2 separate regions of the Mus musculus genome follow, and region 1 is linked to region 2. A link is a contact called in public Hi-C data. All regions are on one chromosome and are shown on one strand. The core of a region is the stretch at or near the end of the contact, and the rest is flanking DNA. Distances in the headings are between cores, read along the strand shown. Region 1 holds the start of Fcmr (Fc fragment of IgM receptor). Region 2 has its middle 12 kb from the start of Cd55.

Region 1 (4,184 bases), core at 878-3,377, 390 kb after region 2:
ATGGTAGACCAAAGGGTTTGAAGATGGCCAACCCCTCACACACACATCTATACTAATTCTTGCTTTTACCCTATGCTTTTTAAAAAGGAATCTTTTTTAAAGACTATACATGTTAAATTCTCTCCTCTTGTCTATATGTTTTCAGCCCTGATTGACAGGCTCAACCACACAGCGAGTTCCTGAACATCATAGACATACATAATACATATCTGTAATAATTATATATACACAATATACACTCACAGCCACATCATATACTCACATGTCACAAAGCACATCATATATCATAGAACACATGTCACATGTCTACACACCACACAGCACCCATTTACATAAAGCATGCTGCACATTTGTACAGGCCACTGATCTCCCACATTAGCAATATGCTGACATCCACACTCTCTCATACCCACTGTAATACTTAGCATATTCACTCATAAACTCCCTCTCTCCTGTCCTTCATCTAGCCTACCCCAGGACTTCAAGGCAATCCTAACCATTTAACCAGCTAATGGAGAGCCCAGCTAGCTGTTGGATGGGTGTGGACCACTGCAAAGAGCTCTCTCCATGGAGAACTGTAAGGCACTGATCCTAGCTGAAACTGCCCTCAGTCGGCTACTCTAACCAGGAGGCAGAGACTGCCCTCTGTCCACTTGGCCTGTTTGTTGGCTGGAGGACATCTCATGCCCATTGCTCTGAGCTAGTAGAGACCTGGAGAGAGAAGGGCAGGGCTGGGCAGAGCAGGGAAGGCAGCCTGCACCCACACATTTCCTCTTTCCTCTTCCTCTGCACCTGCTCTGGGCTCGCACTCAACCTCCAGGGCTGAGGACATCATTGTGTTCTGTTTTGGAGAGCATGTGACCAATCTGGTGTGTAGGCGTGAGGAAGGAGTGGTGTGCAGGCAGCCAGCCACCAATGAGCCTAAAATAGTGTGGACAAAAGTGACTAGGAAGCCTAGACTAGGGGTACCATTGGCGAATGAAACCCCCGACCCAAGGAAAACCTGGGAATCCTCTGATAAGTTACAGCTTTGCACACCTGAAAGACCATTAAAGCCAAATAGCCCATGGTAAAGGGCTTTTATAGCATTTCTACATCAGTGATCTCTGCTGTGCACCAGACAAGACAGTGACCATACCCAAGTGACCAATGAGAACACAGGCTCAGCGAAGCTTGCCCAAGGCGAACAAAGTCAAGCCTGGACAAACCATTTTGTCTGAAGCCTGAAACTGTTTTCCTTATTCTCAGCTTCTCTACTCTCCATCAGTGAGCCTCACTCACCCTCGCCACTGGGTGTCTTGAAAAATGGCTCGACCAGACTGCCAACCCTAAGGGCAGAGTTTGCTATGTGACTTGTCACACCTGACTCTTAGCATTGTCTTCTGCTTATTAGACAGTGGCTTGTGCCTCTGCCAGAGGGAAGCGCCTTTCAGATACCACTGTAAGAGAATGAGGCCTAAAGATTAACTGAGGCCCTGAGCAAGCTGTGCCTAAGACCTCAGGAATGATAGTGTGCATATTGGAGTACCAGAGGCTATGTGTCTCACCTCCATCTGTTTTCTAGATAAATGTAGTTCAGACAAAAGCAGTAGACTGCACAAAATCCATGGCTAATATCACTATAAATAGTAGGTGTTCACAAGTACTCATGGGAGGAGTTACAGAGTGAGTTCCAAGACAGCCAGGGCTACACAGAGAAACCCTGTCTTGAAATACCAAAACAAACAAACAAACAAAAACAAAAAAACAAACAAAAACAAAACAAAAAAAAAACCCAGGTGACTTTCAAAGCCTAGCTTTGGTCCACAAAGGCTTTGTTGTTGGGAGAGATGAGTTGGTGATGAGCTTTGTTGTCCTGAGGATGGAGAAACAACAAATGCCTCTAGCTCAGAAGTCAGTCGGCACCTATGAATCCTGGGAGGTCCCTTTGAGAAGAGGGGGCAAGGCCTGGCAGCTGCTCAGGCTGAGAGCTTGGACCTGCTCACTCATTTTTATGCAGTACGTGTTTTCTCAATTCTTGATTTCCGCTATGGTTCGCTGGTGTTTTCTTTTTTAGACAAAGACTAGCTAGCAAACAAAACAGATTATCATTTCCTCATTTTAAGTCCTTGCCACTCAAAGAGGTCCAGCATAGCTTTCAAGCACCCAGTTGTAGAAGGCTCCCAGGTGATCGGTGTGTGTCAGCCTCACTCCAGGGCCTCCAGGGAACCATGGACTTTTGGCTTTGGTTACTTTACTTCCTGCCAGGTGAGTGCTCTGAGGAAACACTTCAGACTTAACTACCAGGTTTGAATTAGCCAGAGGTAATCAGTTGACAGCCATCTCTGACCCTGATGCATCTGGAGAGTTGCAGTTGCAGCCGGGGCACAGAGAACAAGGGTGGAGACCTGTGAAGTGGATGCTGGCCACTCCCCACTCCTTCAGTATGCTTCCAGACTTCCACCCTAGACAGCTGTTAGATTTCTAAGGGTTGAACGTGTCACATATCTTAAAGACTCACTTTTTGGGGATCTTAAAATGTATGTCTCCAAGGTTTGTTCTTCTTGTATGTATTTCTCCTCTAGATCTTTCTTCTTCACTCTGAAATTGGAAACTTTCAAATGAAGTCTCCCTAAACTATTCCCTTAAGCTTCTTATCTCAGCTTACAGCCACCTACCCAGCAATCCGCTTGAATGACCACCAAGATCTGGAATACATGCGCCTAATGCCTTGCCTAATATACTTCCCTGGTTGCCATACAAGCCAGCTATTCCATTTGTGTTAAGCGTCTCTAAGATTATAACGTCATTCCATGGCTCCCACTATCTACTAACTAAAACACACTCTCCTCCCTTAGAATCTGAGCTTATCATGCTCCCACGGACCTTCTTCCAGAGAAATAGACCTCTTCTTGGTACAAATGCTACAAATTCCCCCTCCTGCACCCTCCCTCAGGCTGTCCCCGCTTACCATCCCTGTTACTGTCATTACTCCCAGTTTACCATTATTACCTGGCTCTTTGCAGGTCATGGCAAACCTACCTATCTCTCACAGTCATTATTCCCAAGCACCTTCTGAACCCCAGCCACAGCCATGTCCTATTTCGGCTCAGTGTGCTCAGCTTATTTAGTTTGTCAGGAATGCCTGCTTTGTGATAATTAAGCTTTGCTGAGGATTTGACTGGATTGAGAAATGCTGAGGTACTAGTCAAGCTTACTTCTGGATGTAATTGCAAGGTCCTTTCCAGAAAGAATTCAGCAAGGGGAGAAGACCCCCTTGCCTGCGGATTTTACTATCCCGTGGGCCGAGGTCACGAACAGAATAAAAAAAGAAGAAAGAGAAAGGCTGCAGAGGACTGAGTTCACCTTCCTCCCATTTGTTGATCGACCTACCAGCCCACCCTGAGATATAATCAGGCAGCTTCATACTTCTGCTACCATAGCTTCCATGCCACGATGGTCTAGAGCAGTTCTCAGCCTTCCTAAAGCAGTGGCCCTTTAATACAGCTCCTCACGTTGTAGTGACCCCCAGTCATAGAATTATTTTCACCGCTACTGCATAGCTGCAGTGTTGCTAGTGATATAAATTGTAATGGAAACATCTGTGTTCTCTGATAGCCTTAGGTGACCCCTGTACTCTAAAGGGGTCATTACCCATAAGCTGAGAACCGATGGTCTCAAAACTGTGAGCACAAATACACCTCCCCCGCCCCCCACTGAACTTTCTTCTCGTCATGTATTTTGTTGCAATAATGAGAGAAAAGTGACGAATAGAGTAAATTGATAACTAGAAGTGAGGTTACTGTTGTGAAAAATCTGACCTTGTGGTTAATAGGCCTTCAGGACTAATTTTCAGGAGGAATTCTGAGATGTGTGGGTGATCTAGAGAAGGTCGAGGATGTTATAAGAAGAGGTTAATTGGATCATGCTGGTGAAAGCACAAAGGACCAGAACAAAATAAATAAATCAGTAAATAAATAGATAAATAAATACTGCTCACAGGAGAACAAGATTCTATCAGAAATTAGGGCAGGAGTCATTTGTTGTTCAAGGTATTAAAGAATCAGGCTGTGTTCTGATGGTGTCCTAAAGTTGTTTGACAGAGGAAATGTAAATGTGGCATAACATTCAAGCCATGGCGTGGTTACTGCTCACAGCGCTTACCCAGATTTACAGTGAGAGAGAACACAAGTGTGTGGGAAATG
Region 2 (4,051 bases), core at 390-2,889:
AGGAAACTAAATTGAGGGTAGATTTAGAGGTGTTGAGCTGGGTGTGAAGGTAAGGGCACATTAGCCGTGGGAGGCTTAGAAGATCCCCATCATTGAGCTAAAAAGCATATTAAAAATAAGGTAGTGTGTGTGTGTGTGTGTGTGTGTGTGTGTGTGTGTGTGTCTTTCGTCCACGGATCCAAGGGAACCAGGGTGGAAGCTGGTAGCAAGGTCCACCTGGAACTCCAAGCAGGGTTAGTAGAAACTACACACTACAGTGCTGAGATTGCAGACAATTTTCACCATGCCCTGCTTCCCTCTACATCTTGAAGTTAGTCCTGTCTGGTCCCATCGTCTACTACAGCTGCTCTGATGGAGGCTGTTAATGATGCTTGCATCATGAGTGACCTCATTTCTTGGGTCTAGCAGCAGAGAGGATCCCACTGGTACTTTTCACCTTAATATACTTCCTTCTCAGCAGCACCGTGTGTTTCTGAGTCTAGCTCACTGTCTGTGCCTTTCTAGCCTATTTTATTGCCTCCTATTTGTCTCCATAAATTCCAAACAAAATGCTTGACTTCTCTGTCCCTCAATCTGTCCCTGTTAGACCTAGTGGAGAAACCCCCACACAATTCCCGATTCAGCGTGCACCCAAAAAATCACAAAGGACCATCTCCTAATGTAATTACATGAGGACGTTTAATGACGGAGCTCTGGACCGACATGCATCCCACACAGGAGATAACGGATGTCGGCCACGAGGCTCAAAAGCTAGGGGTTTTTATGGGGTAAGGGGCTTAGGGGTGTGGAATTCAGCATAGCGACACACTATTGGCTTATTCAAACATTAACAGAAAGATTACAGGGCATCAGGACTTTGTTCCTGTGGGCTGGGGGCTTATCTTTGTTCACATAGCAACCAGTTGATGTATGACTTTACCTGGCGTCAAGGGGCAATAGACAGAGGGGAGGTTCCGGCCAGGTGGTGTTGACCCAGACAAGATAGCCCTGCTTGTACAATCAAGCTGTTCTTAGGAATGTCTTAACAACAGCCCTGTCTGTTCTGCTTTGTTCTCGGCCCCAGGCCGGGGCTCATAGACAACTTTTTTTGCATGAATCACAAGATATAAAATCTCATTTTCTTTTATCCCCTTATCCCAACATCTGTTACTCTGATGATATCCAGTCTTATACATTCATATGACATCAAATACTATGAATTCTCAAATCATATATTTAGTCTGCATCACTTTCCTGAATATATAAGACCTGGTTGCTTAGTTGGCAACTTGAGTAGGAGAGATAAAAGATGTTTTAATGCTAGAAAGAGAGAAAAAAAAAAAAACAAAAAAAAAAACCAGAGGTCCAATTTCTTCCTACACCAGTTTCCCGTTTAGTGAATGGCATTCCATCCTCCACTTAGGATGGTTTAGGTCCAGCTCCCAAGGGTCATCTTTTTTACCTCACTTTGTCTCATAATCCACCTAGAAATTTAACAAATATTATACTCTCCTCTCTACCTTCAAATTACAGCTCAAAGTAGACAGGATTCCCCTTTCACAATCTTATGCAAGCAGCCTTCCTTCCTTCCTTTCTAGCCACTGAGAAGGGGAGGTGTCTGCCACTCCCCTTACTCTCACATTCCTGAGGGCAGGTTACTTGGCAGCTGCATATGTGTCCTGGCTTCCTTGCTTTCAGGAAACTCACACACAGTCGCTGACCAGGCCCCATGGTCTCCTTCTCCCTTTCTTTTCTGCCCTCATCTCCCCAGACTCCCCCACCCAGTGTTAACTGGTTTCCTTGTCCTGGCTTTTGAGCTCACAGAACAGAATCCCAAACAGATCAAAGTCCCACTCAGAGTCCGTGACTACTGTTTCATACAGATGTCTCCATGCTTTCTATACATCCCTGAAGACCTTCTTCTTAAATACTTAAGGAAGGCCCTTTTATGCCATTGTGTTTGATATAGAAATGTACCCCACAATTACAGGTCTAGTACCTCCCTTTATATTCATTCCTTCAATGCTTACCACAACTCATAGCTTTTAATAATTTGTTAATTGTGCGTATTCCCACAATTGAGTGTGAACTTCATACACAGAAAGGTTTTTTTTTTTTTTTGTCTTTTGTATTAAATGCAAAACCCCAGACTCCTAGATCAGTGCCCTGTATATAGTATATACTCAATAAATGTTGCTGAATAACTGAATTCATGCACAGATTTTATAACCATAAAACTCCCATTCAAACAACATGCTTATGAATCCTCTTAAAATATTGAAGATTTGGCAACACTGGGCGTATCCTCCCCAGCTAACAGGTACCGGAGAGGGGCTTAGGAGCCATTTCCTTCTAATGCTCACCACCACTTCCTGTTATTCTCACCCAGGTTGACTGAGCGTGACCCGACTCTCCAGTGACACCCAGTCTGGGTCTGTTTGTATCAATGGGAAACAACACCTACTCCTTTCCCCAAAGGTAGTTTTCAAAAAAACAGGAATTGTTTTACTTTATAAAATCGCTTTATTATAACGATCTAAAAAAAAAAAATCAATAAACACACCTAGATTAAGGAAGCCACTCAAGCAAACACTTGCCCAGTCCCAAGTTCTGTCATCTCTAGGAACTTCTCTGCAGTTAGAATTGCCATTCTGAAGTGTCACTAATAGTTACATTTTAATGCACTTGTCCATGTGAAAAAGGAAAAAAGAATTTAAAAAAAATTAAAAAAAAAATACTAAGACACAATTGAAACCAGAAAGACAATGAATGTATATCCTCTTGTGACTCATGGGTCTTTTGCCCGCATTCCTTCCCTTCTTTTGCCTAATTCTCATTCCCTTTCCTAAATGTAATTCCATGTATACACACAGATGTTTGCATATATGAATATGTATATGTTTGTTCCAGTTTTTTTTTTCTTCTGAGTTTGGGTGCCCTTGCTTATCATTATTCTAAGTCCATCCATTTTTCTGCAAAAACTTCCCATTCCTTACAGCTCAGTAATATTCTGTTTTGTATATATACTACATTTTTGTTATCCACTTGTTGATGGACATTTGGTCCATTGCCTTGCTAGTGTAAGCAGAGAGACACTAACCATGGATGTGCAGGTATCTCTGTGATAGGATATGGAGCTCTCTGCGATATTCCCGAGAGTGGACAGCTGGGTCGTGTGGTGGTTCTGCCTTTAAGTTTTTGAAGAATGAAACTCCTTTGTGTGTGCACTGTGCATGCTCAGTTCATCTCTTTTGGTTCTTCTAGGCTGAGCATGCCTGCACCACTTTCTTTCCCTCTAGGAAAGTATGGCTCGGCACATACTGATACCACCTTGTACTCCAATCGAACACTGCTGATTTTCAGACTCAATGGCCAACTGTCTGCCAAAGACCACTAAGAGCATTCTCAGAGCTCCCCCAAGTCCATCCTGCAAAGGAGGCATTTTCTTCTGACCTCTAACCTGCTGTTTTTTCTCTACTGTGTTTCTAATTAGTAACATCACAGGACATCATGTAAATTTGGGGTGGACTTCAGGATCTTGGAATTGATCTTCTTTCTCCTCATCTCCAACACACTTTTCCCCCATTTATTTATTATTTCATTCTTGGGTACTTAATTACAATCATATCTATCCCTGACTCTTTCCTCTTCAAATCTTCCTGTTTCCCCAACCTCTCTAAAATGTCTGACCCCTTTTTCCTTCATTATTATTGTTACACACATGTACTCGTGCAAATTAATACCGAGTCAGATTGGTACTGCTTATATGTGCATGTGCTTAGAGCTGACCACTTGGGACTGGATAACCTATCATGGAGCTTGTCCCTGAAGGAAACTGATTCTCCTTCTCTGTAGCAATTAATTCCTTAGAACTCTTCATCTAGGGTATGACCTTTTGAAAACTTTCCCATCCACGTTGGTATGTCAACTGGTGTTGTCCTTATGCAAGTCTTCTTTAGCTAAAGATACTGTTGAGGTTTCATGACCAGAGAAATTATTGAGTCTAATAGAAAGCCTATAACTGTATTCTCCTAAACCATTCTAATTTCTAGCTATATTCTACTTTTCCTTA

The links. Hi-C and Micro-C count contacts between places; a contact is called where the count stands out from the background.
Region 1: a contact with region 2 is called in a Hi-C map of B cells, with 5 read pairs. The contact joins the promoter of Fcmr here to the enhancer-like site in region 2. A contact is called at or near these places in 1 of 39 promoter capture datasets (pre-B cells), 1 of 484 Hi-C or Micro-C datasets (B cells), 1 of 115 datasets of contacts at active chromatin or transcription factors (large pre-B cells) and 1 of 9 other capture datasets (adipose tissue).

The regions. Positions count from the first base shown.
Region 1 is chr1:130,863,650-130,867,833 of GRCm38.p6, forward strand. Fcmr (Fc fragment of IgM receptor) reads left to right here and starts at 2,128. Exons shown (of 8, transcript NM_026976.3): 1 at 2,128-2,247. The coding sequence starts at 2,211.
Region 2 is chr1:130,472,797-130,476,847 of GRCm38.p6, forward strand. No RefSeq gene overlaps it. Among named protein-coding and RNA genes, the nearest start is that of Cd55, 12 kb to the left of the region's middle. Within about 2 kb of position 1,640, at least 80 of the 459 cell types and tissues checked have an H3K27ac peak or open chromatin away from gene starts, as enhancers often do. A contact at or near this core is called in B cells, where this site is marked.